Regions from separate parts of the Bicyclus anynana genome. Here region 2 is linked to region 1. The links are chromatin contacts, called in public Hi-C maps. All regions are on one chromosome and are shown on one strand. The core of a region is the stretch at or near the end of the contact, and the rest is flanking DNA. Distances in the headings are between cores, read along the strand shown.

Region 1 (7,348 bases), core at 4,538-7,037:
TAAACAAAGAAAGGTATTCATACTTAAAACATTCAACATTTGCCTTGTTTTTTTTATCAAGGAAATTAAAGATAGCATTCTAATATTATTATTGACGTCATTATCTCAAAATCTATCAGCATTCTCTAGCATTTATTATTATTGCGATGTAAGCTATCTAGGTATTTACAAGTGGATAAATTGATTTTGTTTTTAACATATTTCAAGGTACAAACCATTTCATTTTGACTCGGGCCAGGAATCGCGGGAAGCAAAGGTTCCGTTTCCGTTTCTGAACTGTCATAGCGTTGACGACGATATAATGAAGAACGCATTATGGAGGATATACTTAATCAACCAAACACACAGCTACACAGTAATTAACTATCATAACATTGGCTTTGTTTGAACAATTTGCATATTATTGTGAAGTGCGAAATACAAAAAATGTTAAACTATCACAACGTATTTACATGAGCTGTCAATGTCAAATTTGACTTTGACGTTGTTAATGTGATTGTCAGATTGAAGTTTACATTATCGTTCAAAAACAACCAAAAGTAACAATATGTTGTACAAATCTTATCTGTTTATTGCAATATATAACAGTCTAAAATGATAAAAAGAGATTAGATTTATAAGCGGAAATGATAAACTATATATTTAAAACACACGTAAAGCGTATTTGCAAAAAAATAAATTAAAACGCCTTTCATGATTCTCGCAGCAAACCACAACACAAGAGTACCTAACTAATTTTCAATCAGGCTTTAATAAACTTAGTAATTTACTTTTTAATCACAAGCTTGAACTTTATTACACTCATTTGTTCCTAGGTAACTAATGAATAATGACATTTTTTTCTTTAGAACTTAGGATTCAGTGGATTTTAGTTTTCATAAAGTTTTATTTAATTTTTATACATAAGTAATACGTAATACGAGTATAGTCTTCTCGGAATCATTTAGAGCAGGTATCTTGTAAAAGTAGACTTATATCTTCCGTATTTTTTTTTTATTTTACGTCAATTTCGTGCAACGAAACATAATCTTAATCGGAAAGATAATTATGAAAGCTGAAAAACACGTCGGTAGGAAAGTAGACCACACATAAGTAGGGTACCTACCTATAACTAACTATAACTATATATTTTATCTTGTCGAAAATAATTAACATAACAATCGACTATAGGTACTGTAAATACGAAGTTAATGTTTATTTTGTCTTAAAATAATAATCGTGTTATATTTGGAAATAATGTAAAATTATATGATAACTAGCGAAAACCCGCCACTTTACTTATGTTTTCGTCCCTTTGTTAACAACCAACAAGTATAAAAAATCAATATACCTATTTCCATATGGTTTTAAATTTTATATATAAATGAGCATAGCTGAAAACGAAAAAGTCTATTATTAAACGTACAAGTTATTTTTACTTAAAAAAAATATACCTACTAAAATTAGACTAACGATCGGTGATGGATGTCCATACAAATAACCATACTATTTGTATGGACTACAAAATAATAACCGTAGAAATGACAACATTTATCACTTCTATGTGTTTTCGGCCTTGACTTTGACTTGTCTACCATCATTCGACCGCATCAGAACATGTAACTACTTATTGTACTGTAACTCTAGTGTAGACAATATTGAACCATAATACAATACAATAAGAGGTATATTCGTAATCTTGTGTGGACACGTGAGTGATTTACCATTATTACTTGAACGTTACAGTAAACCGCTGAATAGAAACCTACGTAGTTAACTGTGGTAGCATTACTTAATAGATAGATTAGAAATATATTGCTTTTCAGGGAAAAACGAACGACGAAGGACGAAGTAGCGGTGCTGATACTTGTAGAAAACAAATAATTGGAACTTATTTATTATTTTATTTGGAACCCCGTGCCTCGAAGAGCACGTTAATGGTACTTAGTAGGCATCCACAGAACTCCATCGACTCCGCGCCACGAAAGAAGTCCCGCGGCTAAAAACTTAATTAAAATTGACAGCGCCTTACACAAATTACAATAAAAGACCGCCATTACCAAATTACAATGAGCGCCATTAAAACATTTGCCGCGTCTACGGGACCTGTTTCGTGGAGTATAGAATCCGTTTGATGTGATGCGTCCATAACGTACGATGCGAATCTGTGGACGCCTACGTTAAGCCGTCGGCCCCGGTCATTATCATTACTTTACCGTGTGTAATAGTCTTCGTTACGTAGTTGAGAACATTATCACCCTAACCCCGCCAATCCGTATTGGAACAGCGTAGTGGGTCTAAGCTCCATAACCCTTCTCCAATAAGGAGGGAGGCCTGTAGAGAGATAAGCTGATAATGTATTTTTTTGTAAGTATAAGCAAGCGCTTAGCTGCAATCACGCCTGATGGTAAACGATCATGCAGCCTATGGTGGAACGTGCTTGCCCAGAGGATGCCTATTTACTCTTGACTTGAAGATACCCATATTGTAGGTGGTGGAGAAAACGGAAGCTCGAAGAGCATTCCACATCATAAAATTTCAAGTTTCAAGTTTCAAAGCCTTTATTATTCCTTACATTTCTATAATTTAACAATGTTTACAACTAAGAAAAGTAACACTTTCAAATTGTTTTTAGTAGGTTAGTCTTATTTCTAATTGATTAATTAAATATATTTAACTATGCAGTAAGGACCCCTCATTGGGTATAGGCCTCCTCCAGCCGATACCATTTAGTTCTATTATTTGCGACTGTGAGCCAATTTCTGCCTGCTAACCCGACAATGTCGTCGGACCAGCGCGACTTTGGTCTGCCTACTTTTCTTTTACCCGGTGGGCCAGGCCACGCGGTAGTTTTTAACGTCCATCGATCGTCTATTAGTCTTGAGACGTGTCCTGCCCACTTAAACTTAAGTTTCAAGGCATATTTCAATGCGTCAGTCAGTTTCGTCTTCCGTCTTATGTCTTCACTTTTTACTTTATATATTTTTCTCAGATTAAGTATGCTCCTCTCCATTGCCCTCTGGCATGTTACAATTTTCATATTTATATTTTTGGTGTGAACCCACGTTTGGCTGGCGTAGGTTAGACAAGGGAGGATGCATGTATCAAATACTGTTTTTTTAAGTTTGAGTGGATAGGATCCTTTCATGATTTCTTTGTGCGCCCAGTATTTGTTCCAACTAGAAGTAATTCGTCTCTCTACTTCTTCTTCTGCACTTGTTACACTAAATGAAATTTGTTTTCCGAGGTATATGTAAGAATCAACGTATTGCACTACTGTATTGTTCAACATAATTATATTTTTTGAAGTATTGGTCATTATTTTGGTTTTGTTTAGATTCATTTCTAGTCCAACTTTCCTACTCTCTGTGTCCAAAGTGTTGATCATTTTTGCGAGCTTATCACTGTGTTCTGCAAAAAGTGCAATGTCATCAGCAAATCGGAGGTGACTCAGATATTTTCCAGATATGTTGATACCTTCATTTGCCCAGTCTAATTGGTCGAAAACATTTGCTAAAACTGCGACAAATAGTTTTGGGGATATAGGATCGCCTTGCCTTACCTTACTCTACCTTGCTCTACGAATATATATTTCTTCTCCGCATTGTTCTAACTTTATTCTGCTTTTACTATTAATGTAAACATTTTTTAAGATGTCAATGTACTGTTTGTTTATCTTGCAATTGTTTAGGGCTTTCCAAATCGAATGGTGAGATATACTATCGAATGCTTTTGTATAGTCTATGAAGGCAATATATAGCGGTTGGTTGAATTCTCTATATTTCTCAATAAGTTGTTCCATTACATGTATATGGTCAATTGTGCTAAATCCAGTTCTAGTTCTATTGGGCCAGACAACATCCAAAATGAAATTATAAAAACTGCAGCGCTCTTACTAACTGCTCCATTAACATTACTATTTAATATATTTATAGATACTGGACAAGTACCATATCAATGGACCACTTCGGAAATCATTCTTTTGTATAAAAAAGGCGACCCTCTACAAATTTCAAACTATCGACCTATAAGTCTTCTCTCAAGCATTTATAAATTATTTACATCAATACTTTTAAGTAGAATCGGACCACAAATTGATAGTTTTCAACCTGTTGAACAGGCAGGGTTTAGAACTGGATTTAGCACAATTGACCATATACATCATAAAATTACTAAGACATAAATAAACTACCACAACCATGAGATGAGTAGTTAAGTAAGTATAAAAAGCAAGTTTAATGGTTTTTTCATCTTCACGCCGACGAACATAAGAAAAAACATACTTAGTAACATTGCGAAATAATTACATTTACTATTTAAGTTAAATTTTCCGACCATGTCTGAAATCTGAATAACTACATTTGGATAAAAATAAAATTCATTTTGAATGGAATTTGTTGATACATGAGCAAAGGAATGTTTTACCGTTGGATTGCGAATATTTTGCGGAATTACGTAATACCTATGAATATGCTGCCGTAAATAATCATTATTTCGCTTTAAACAACTATGCCCACATAGCTTTGCGTTTTAAGATACTAACACAGACTACAGAATAGTAACCAAACTAACGTTCCAGCTCAGGTTTTAATAACAAAGGAAGTTTTGTTTTGAAACATTTACAACGATAGACGATAGTACAATGAGAACTTTACTTGTAAATACATAACGCATTTCAATGTGTGAGAAAGATTCCCAAAATTTATTTTCTGTAAACAGAAGTTTATAATGTTTAGGTACGTAATAGTAAAAATTTTAATTAACTTCTGTGTTCTTTCAGGCTTCGAAAGTTCCAGTTACGAATCAGTCAATGAATTAGTGACATTATCTTTCTTCCGAGAAATTCTCAATAGTAGCCAGGAGTAGGAGAGATGGTAGTGTTTCACATAGAATTTCGGTTCGTAGAAAACCAAAGTATCTAACATCTCAATGGTCAACGAGTCACACATAGCTCGAAGAGCCGATGGACGTTGGGGTCCCAAGATGCTAAAATAGCGACTTGCACCGGAAAGCGCGGAGTTGGTAGACCCCCGAATAGGTGGACCAATGACATCAAATGGGTTGTATTAATCCGCTGGCTGACTCATGTCCAACAATGTTCATCGGCTGATGATAATAATCTAGTCATCTATATATTCTACGAAGTGCATTAAAGGATAAAGGATCTAGGTGTCTCTTTATAATACTACAATTCTACCTTGATGTTTATTGTCCATTCTAAACAAGGTAAGTAATTAGGTATTGTGTTTTCATCAGATGAGATCACGATGAGTAATTGTGACGTAAGTAAAACCCATGAAAAGCGTAAAATAGTATCTTAATTTTCTTTCAATTAATATAGTTAACTTCAGACTAGGGTTGGTGCGGTTATCAACAAGATTCTATTCCCAGTTCAGATCAATTTAGAATTTAATTTAAAGAATTTTTTTATATTAGCTTAGGTCTGGTCTGGTAGGTAAAGGCCGTGGTTACCATGGTTACTGGTAAATGAAATAAACGTGTGCCTCTTTTAAGTTATCCCGCAAACATCTAGACTGCATGGTCACTTAAAATCAGGTAAAACCAATCAGTCTGGTAACATTTAATTAACGTCAAATGAAATCTGTCAGGTAACATTTATTTGAATAAAAAAGTTAGGGAAAAAAATAAAACCGTAAACTGATACCTACCATGTTATAGCCGCGTAGACTTAACGGTGGTGGTCGGAAGGTTGAGGTCGTGGCCATAGAGTTGGGTATACTCATGAACAGATCCGCGGTCAGAAGACCGGCGGCGAGCGACGGGCTGACCGGAAACACGCCTATCGCCACACCCGTGTTTATCCGAGAGGGAAACATGGCTCATAACGAATGGAATCACTCAAAACAAGAACCTATACCTACGTGATAATTTTACTCCATTATTCATAACAAGTAGATGGCTCTTTGCCTGCAAATCCCCGACCTAGGTTTGCCAACCTTAAAATATACGATTCTTAGTATTATGCTGTATTTCAGGTCCTTTTTAATTTTTGACTGATTCAATAGAGTGTATTAGCATATCCGAACTTATTATGAAATTCGAACTCTCATTGAGTTTCAAACGTTTTATAGGAATAAATAAAAAAGATCTTTTTCTTTCATTAATTTAAAAATGTACCTAATGTCAAAAAAAAAACTATAAAAAGTATAGTTTTTATACTACAAATAAAAAATGTACATAAGAAGGTAAGTAAGAAATATTATATTATCGTCTTAATTTTTTTCATTTTCCATGAAATACATTATTTTCTATTTTTGACAACCCTACCCCGACACTTATCCTATTCAGACTTTTATTTTATTCCGACGACGTTAAAATGTTATTTTCAAAATTAAGATATCAAAGTTATTCCAAGGAGTTTACAGTTTATCAAGCACTTTTACTCGTTTTATCTAACCTTGTATATCAAGTGTTATAGATATTATGAAAAATCACATTCGTTTATTCAAACCATGGGCATTCGTTGTTAGGCCTTGTTCTCTAGTAGGGACTTCCCAGAATACTAAATAAATAAATAAATATTTATGAATAATGGTGTAAAGTAATACCGCAAAATAACACTATAGGGCAAGTTTTGATTGCAACACACACGATATATTCGAAAAGACAGGTACTTGATAACTGTCTAAAGATCTGCGAAAATTTCGAAATCTTTACAAAAATGTCACGTTTTATCAAATGCAACTCAAGATATCCAATCAGATAAATCTTTTTGGATAGCACTCGACATTTTTACCTAAAGAATATACTAAACACCATATATTATTAGTTTTCGCAATAAATTCAGAGATAATCAGGAATATACGAATATCATGTATATTCCGAAGTCTTATGAACATTTAGAAAAAAAATAATAGTTAATTATGGTTTTAGTAAAAATTAAAAGACCTAGACACGTACAAAATGGTATATTTAAACGTTCGTTGCGATATCGTGCGGTTAAGAATAACAGACTTCTCGATCGTGCGAAGGAAGAAAAGGAAGTACGTACTCGTATAACTTCAACTTAGTTCAGTATTGAAGGGAGGGAAAGAGGGAAGGAGTAACCATCGGTTACGTGGTATATCCATTCACTCTGACTAAGTATCGCATTAAAGTTACGTGTAAATTACGGGGTCAAAAGACCCCGGGTATGTAACAGACACCTGCAGTAGTAAACATTTATCACTCTAATCGATTAAATTAAAGCGTTAAAACCCCCACGGACATAAACAGGCTGTTTTATATCGATTGCAATCTATTTTATCTATTTCAATTATGCCGATAGAAGCTTCATTACGCCTAATCCCTCCCAAGAGCATTATAGTAAGTAATAAACACTTCATTGTATATCTACCATACTGTAATG
Region 2 (7,072 bases), core at 792-3,291, 37 kb after region 1:
AAAACATATCTACAAGTAGGTAATTGTAGACAATATTTAGGTATTATTTGTTTAAAATAACTTTCGTTGCTGTCGACTACAGTTATTGGACCAGCGTGGTGGGTGGGTGGCCAATCCTCTCACCTTTAAAGAGGGAGGTCTGGCAATACGGAACCTTCTATGTAAGTTTCGGTGTACACTTTTTTTTACTTTTTTTTACCGCGATCTCACCTGATGTTTTAGCAATTAATAATTATGTTCGCTAACAATATTTGCGAATGTGTGTTTGGCAAAAAGTTGATGCATAAAAATCGGAATCACAACTTTTAATTGTTAGTTTTAATTAAATTTCATATAATTTTTCTGATTTTGATAACTCATGAATTGAAGTAATACTTGCACTTATATGTTTTCTGTGGTACTGTTGGAACCGTTCCTAAGTCCTAACACAAGGATATATTAGTCCACAGACTCCTACCTAGTTTGTATATGTCGGTTTTATTTGAACTTAAGTTTGCTGTTACAATTATTATTTAGGTACACTAACTAAATGTATTATAGTCATATTATTTAATTAAGATATGGCTAAAATACCAATCAAATTGAGAACCCCCTCCTTTTTGAAGTCGGTTATGTTGCGAAAATCAAGATAAAATCTACACACTTACTACCTACTTTGTCTTTGTGAAATAGTTAGATAGGTAAATATACCTACATACTTCGTCGTCATCAACCTATATTCGGCTCACTGCTGAGCTCGAGTCTCCTCTCAGAATGAGAGGGGTTAGGCCAATAGTCCACCACGCTGGCCCAATGCGGATTGGCAGACTTCACACACGCAGAGAATGAAGATAATTCTCTGGTATGCAGGTTTCCTCACGATGTTTTCCTTCACCGATTGAGACACGTGATATTTAATTTCTTAAACACCTACCTACATACTTACCATAGATTTAAGAGATGTACTTAGATACTGAATTCCATAAGAATATTAATGCTTAATTAAAGATAATTTATTAAATATACCTGAAGTTTTCCTCCTTAGCTAATTCTCGGTTATCATTACCATCTGATAAAACTACCTACTTACTTAATGTATTTTTTATTCTTTACAAGTTAGCCCTTGACTACAATCTCACCTGATGGTAAGTGGTGATGCAATCTAAGATGGAAGTGGGCTAACTTGTTAGGAAGAGGATGAAAATCCACACTCCTTTCGGTTTCTACACGGCATAGTACCGGATGTATACCTACTAATAATAATCCAATATTTTTTGGTTTTATAGCGAAAAGTTTCGACCAACATCATAAGAAGCTTTCACTCGACTGTTGGATCAAGAGTCGGATACAAAAGACAGTGATTTTTGAGGAGATTCCTAACTCTGGAGCCCTGACCACCGGTTGCTTGGGCACTCGAATGTCCCGCAGTGGGAAGGTTTATTTTTATAATTTTTTTATTAATAGTGTTTTGTATATTAAATAAACATTGTTAAAAATTAAAAAAAAAGATAAATAAATAAATGAGTGATCCAATATTATCACCATTCTAAGCCCGACAATCCACATTGGAACAGCGTGGTGGGTCTGAACTTCATATCACCTCTTCAATAGGAGGCCTGGTCCTGATTGCACCGTTAAAATAGGCTGATGATGATGCCAATTAGCCGAAACATTCAGGGGACATCAAATAAACTAATAGGGCATGCCTAACAAAACAAGAAAAAGTCCTATTTCTATGTCATAGTTCATAGCCCTGTTTACACTTTAGGTACATACAGTAGATATATAATTAATACATTTAATAGGGGAATGGATTTATCACACACCGGTAGAATTTTGAGGTTATAACCATATGACCTTTACAACAACCCCGCAGAATGACCTCTAAATGTCATTACATCACTCAAACACTTACCTTTTTCTCTAGAAGTCCGATCGTCTCTGCGGGGGTTGCCGGTTTTTCCGCCATAATTGCACTTACTCGATAGAACACGGAATAAGTTTACTTAAGAAAAGGGATTTTTGTCCCTGTAGCTCCGACGCGATGTTATTCGTATTTACGACTGTCACCCCAAAGCGACGCATGCGTAAAGCGTCTTTATTATGGACCCTCTGTACTAAGGGTGAGATTTCAGATGGATGCAGTGGTGCAAAAATATGTACTCGCTAGTAGTCGTTCGCGATTTATAGGTAGGTGATTTTTTTTCTAATACAAACTTCGCGATATTGTTGACTTTGTTAAACAGTATTTTAGGCTCCCTGAAATACTGTTTCAAGATTAATCTAACGGTGAAAATCTTTTGGAAGATTAGCTGGAAGGAAAAGACTGTAATAAAAAGTTGATAGGTCATACATTTCACAGAGCAAAGAGCTGCGCATATTATATGTTTGCTTCACATATCCGTGGGTTTATAGGTGGTACGGTACCCCTACGAAATATGAACATTGAAAATCTTCTTTGTTTCTGTTGACTCATCTAGATGTAAAGTTGTTATCAATATAAATTAATCAAGCCCAATTACAACATAGCTCCTGTAAACCGTTGAGGAGCTTCCTTCGTCTGTAACACCCATAATGACAGTCACAACACATCTAGATTTAAAGTTCTCATACTGTAAACCGTTGAGGAGTGCCCTTAATTGTCCCTCGTCTCCATCATCAGATCCTTAATGACAGTCAGAACCCATCTAGGTAGAAAGTTCTTGTCGACACAAATTAATCAAGTCCAAACACAAGGTAACTGTAGTAAACCGTTAAAGAGTTCCTTAGTGCGGTCTGCAACTCCATCAGATCGACTCCAGACCTTCATAAAGTTGTAGTACTTTAAAGTGGTTAATGGAAAAAATATAAAACGCTATAGTTGCCTATACGATTTCTGAAAGTTCCCCTCGATTTCTCCAGGATCCCATCATCAGATCCTGACATGATGACTATGGGACCAACTGGAAAGCATACAAAAAAAGAATTTTTCGGTTCAGGCGTCTTCGAGTAATAAAAAAAATAAGATTCCGACGAAGTGATAACTTCCTCCTTTTTTTGAAATCGGTTCAACGCCACAGAATGGGCAATTTCATAACTTATTTTAGTTATTTTTATTTTAACACAAAATTATTGAACAGATTTTCGTGAAAATTAAATAAAGTCTAATATGAAAGTATACTCTACTCTTTCAACCAAAAAATTAACACGAGGCTTTACAGGTTGTGAAAAGCCGAGCCACATGGCGCGACAAGTAGCAAGCTTGTGTTAGTGGTCACAACCCTCAGTGATGAGGAATACGACGCAAGGAGGAACTGACCATTCCCAAAAAGTCACCCTTTATGTATAGACACGCGTGTATTGTAGAGATGAATAGGAGTTAGGAGACCGCGGGCACGTCTGGACCTCTGTTAATGCTTATCATTCTCTTCTGACGCAACTGCGGACACATAGACGCAACTAAACTTGGCACCGATAATAATTTTATGTTTCAAGTGCATTTAAATGGCCTATCGGCTAATTTAAGTCAATAAAGTACTTAAAATTTATCACAGACTTATGTTTACCTACCTAGGGTAGTTAGTTCGATAGTTCTTAGGCATACACTCTTACCGGTCTAATAAAATTAAAGAATGACTTTTTTATAGAGTTTAAACTATTGTGAGTGTTATTTAGTCAGTTTGGATCGTGCCGCGTTGCAAGAACCAGCACATGACTAAGGGCCCCGTATGGGTTCGAAACTACTCGGGCATACTCTGACCTTGTATCACGTGAGTTTTAGCCGTGTTTCAAAATCAATTAAAGAATGTCATTTAAAAGAAACCTAGTAATTTTATTGTTTAACCCGGCCCAAAGCTCGAACCCAGCCAGCTCATTATGCTTAGTCGAACATGTCAACCATTTTTAACCCCCGGACGCAAAAAGAGGAGTAAGTATAATAAGTTTAACGTCGATGTCTGTCTGTGTGTGTGTGTGTGTGTCATTCTAGCTCTCAACGATTTAGATGCGGTTTTTTTCATTTGAAAGCCACTTTCCTTGCGGTGATTCCTAAATATGTTTGGTTAATATCGGTCCAGCGATGTAAGCATATCAGCTCTTTTCCAAAATGATGTAACTTGTAACTAAGATTGACTACTGCGATGTCTGTTTGTCTGTCTGTCTGTGGTTTCGTTATCAGACGGATGGGCCGATTGCGATGCGGTTTTTTCATTTGAAAGTCAGTAAGTAAATAATATTCTTAAACAAAAATTGAGGTGGACTCACATATTGCCATTTAAACTTTTAAATAAAAAAAATCTTAATAGCAGCCTGAAGTTAGTACACCTCCGTACCTCGGAGAGCACGTAAAGCCCTGCGCCTGATCTACCGCCGGTTTTGTCGGTCTGCCGTCCCATCGGGCTATGAGAGTGAGGAAATAGAGAATGCACCTGTGCTTCCGCACACACTTGTGCACTATATATAAAAAAATCGCAGCGTATAATTATTATAATAAACTAGCGGACGCCCGCAACTTCGTCCGCGTGAAACTCGATGTAAACTTTCAACTACCTCTACCCTACCCGTAAAAAAAAAACGTAAAAAAAGTAAAAATCCTATGTCCTTCTCCTGGCTCTAAACTACCTCCCTGCCAATTTTCAGCTAAATCGGTTCAGCTGTTCTTAAGTTATAAGTGGAGTAACTAACACGACTTTCTTTTATTATAGATGATGTTACCTATCCCGCCTAACCGCATTTTAACGACTTGATGGGTCTAAGCTCCCACTCTTATAAGGAGGTAGGCCTATAGTACTGAGTCGTTACAGTAATATCTCTCGATTGCTCGACATTTGATGCTTCTAGGATTAGCTATCGTATTTATTTCACCAGCAAAGAAAAATTCATGAAAAACATAGTCAGAGAGCTGGTCGATATTTTCACAAGGTCTTGGGTTCAACTTCTGGGTCAGTTGAAATTCTCAGCCTGCAGTTGGGAATATGGTAGAGTACACACCCCGTGCCTCGGAGAGCACGTTGGCCCTCTCCCGGTCATTTATCATGAATCTGATAGTGGCCGTCAATTAATTTATCATTATTGCCATTGGAGTTTGGTGGGTCTAAGCTCCATATGAGGCTCATAGTTAGCGTCCCTAGCTATGGGCCTCATAAGAAGGCTCAGCGGGCGATGGAACGAGCTATGTTAAGAGTATCTCTGCGTGATCGAATCAGAAATGAGGAGATCGTCAGAAGAACCAAAGTTACCGACTTATCTCAACGAGTTGCGAAGCTAGTGGCAATTGACGGGGAACATAGAACGAAGAGCCGATGGACGTTGGGATCCCAAAGTGCTGGAATGGCGACCCCGCACTAGTAAGCGCAGTGTTGGTCGACCCCCCACCAGGTGGACTGACGACATCAAGCGAGTCGCAGGGATTCACTGGATGCTGGCGGCTCAGTATCGTGATGTTTGGAAGTCCCTACAAAAGGCCTATGTCCTGCAGTGGAGGTCCATCGGCTGATATGATGAAGCTCCATATCCCATCTCTTATAAGTAGGTATGGAAGTCCTGGCCCCGCAGTGGGCCATTAATATAGGCTGGTGGACTGGTGGTGAGAAGCAAGTTTTCGATGGCCTCTGTGGCGCGATAGATTTACAAGACTGAGATCCTTGGTTCGATCCCCGGCTGGGCCGATTAAGGTTTCCTAATTGGTCGAAGAGCCGATGGACGTCGGGGTCCCAAGGTGCTGGAATGGCAACTCCGCACCGGAAAGCGCAGTGCTGTTCGACCCCCCACTAGGTGGACCGAGGACATCAAGTGGATCGCAGGAAACCGCTGGATGCTGGCGGCTCGAGACCGTTACTCTTGGAGGTCCATGCAAGAGGCCTATGTCCAGTAGTGGCGATTTAGCGTTTCCGTCCGTCGTGCCAAGGCGCAGGCACTTGTTTAGCTTCGCTGAGTACGGTACGGTTCGTACTGTGACGATCGCGTAAACGTAAACACAAATTTCTAAGGCATTTCTACAGTTGTGCCACTAGATGGCGCTGTCTCAATTCCTCAGAGATTGCGATCGACACAGTATGAAAACATTGAAAACTCCCACTAGGCACTCTGGAGACCAGGCTGGGAGCAGTAGGGATTAATCAATCTAGTAGATCTCCAAAATCAGATTTTTGTAAAAAATGTCCTTGAAATTTCATTTTTACACCTTTAAATTGAATTAACGTAAGTAAGAATATTTAAAGTTCTTCGAGAATAAAAGACGTCTGCGTCTCTAGTTCCGTGTAGGGTAGCATAGAAGAGATACAGGACAATTTTTTAACCTGCGTCTACTCAAAAATGTTGACCAACTTTTTCAGCTAACAATTTTTCATGACATGAAACATGAATCACAATTAATTAATAATTAAAAATACATAACTGTTAAGCACCTATACTACAGCCTTTCTTGATGAGTACTGTTTACCAACAAACAAATTAAAATGAGGGTTTATATCACTAGTCATTTCACACCTAATAATAATTATAATTAACTTGTTCTTTAATTATTGAAAATAAATTTGATGAATAAGCTTAGAACAATTAAATATGTCTAATATATTTCATATAACATTTTTGAAACAAACCATATAACAAGTTATATATAAGTTATGAAATGAAATGCGTTTTCTACCTTCAGTAACAACAGTAATCATCAAGAAAGGCTGTAGTATAGGTAAGTATATCTACAATACTAAGATGAAGAGGGAACAAAACAAAACACAGGTTCAGTATTAATAAATTTATTTTACAATCAAACTTAGATCTGGGGCCCAGTTGCATTAGTTGCAAAACCTTATCATTAACATTACAACTATATAATCGAGATGGCATTGTTATAATATCAGTCAACATCACAACGGCAATAATTTATCGAACTATCGCTAAATACGAGTTTTATTTATTATAATCAATATTACAATAGTATCCCATTCACACCAATATATTTTTAATTATTTTTAATCTGTAAAATTAATTAACTTTGACAGTTAACGCAAAACCATGAGCCTACATTCGCACAAGTGTTTTTTTAACGGACGTTAAAAAAGCGTTCAACTTTTTGATGTTTATATTCTTGGAAATGCAATTGTTGTATTTGTGC

What was found. A called contact is a pair of places that touch in the nucleus more often than the background predicts.
Region 2: a Hi-C map of whole larva shows a contact between it and region 1, with 4 times the contacts expected there. The contact joins the promoter of LOC112049700 here to the enhancer-like site in region 1. A contact is called at or near these places in 2 of 2 Hi-C or Micro-C datasets (whole body and whole larva).

The regions. Positions count from the first base shown.
Region 1 is chr15:1,785,769-1,793,116 of ilBicAnyn1.1, forward strand. All of the region lies in intron 3 of LOC112049697 (gametocyte-specific factor 1), which reads left to right. The region is part of intron 1 of LOC112049700 (facilitated trehalose transporter Tret1); the gene reads right to left. Among protein-coding and RNA genes, the nearest start is that of LOC112049696, 15 kb to the left of the region's middle. Within about 2 kb of position 5,788, at least 3 of the 8 cell types and tissues checked have open chromatin away from gene starts, as enhancers often do.
Region 2 is chr15:1,826,503-1,833,574 of ilBicAnyn1.1, forward strand. LOC112049700 (facilitated trehalose transporter Tret1) reads right to left here and starts at 2,042. Exons shown (of 3, transcript XM_024087701.2): 1 at 1,895-2,042. The coding sequence starts at 1,948. LOC112049697 (gametocyte-specific factor 1) reads left to right here. Exons shown (of 4, transcript XM_052885702.1): 4 at 1,266-1,280. LOC112049698 (TBC1 domain family member 14) reads right to left here. Exons shown (of 7, transcript XM_024087696.2): 7 at 6,698-7,072.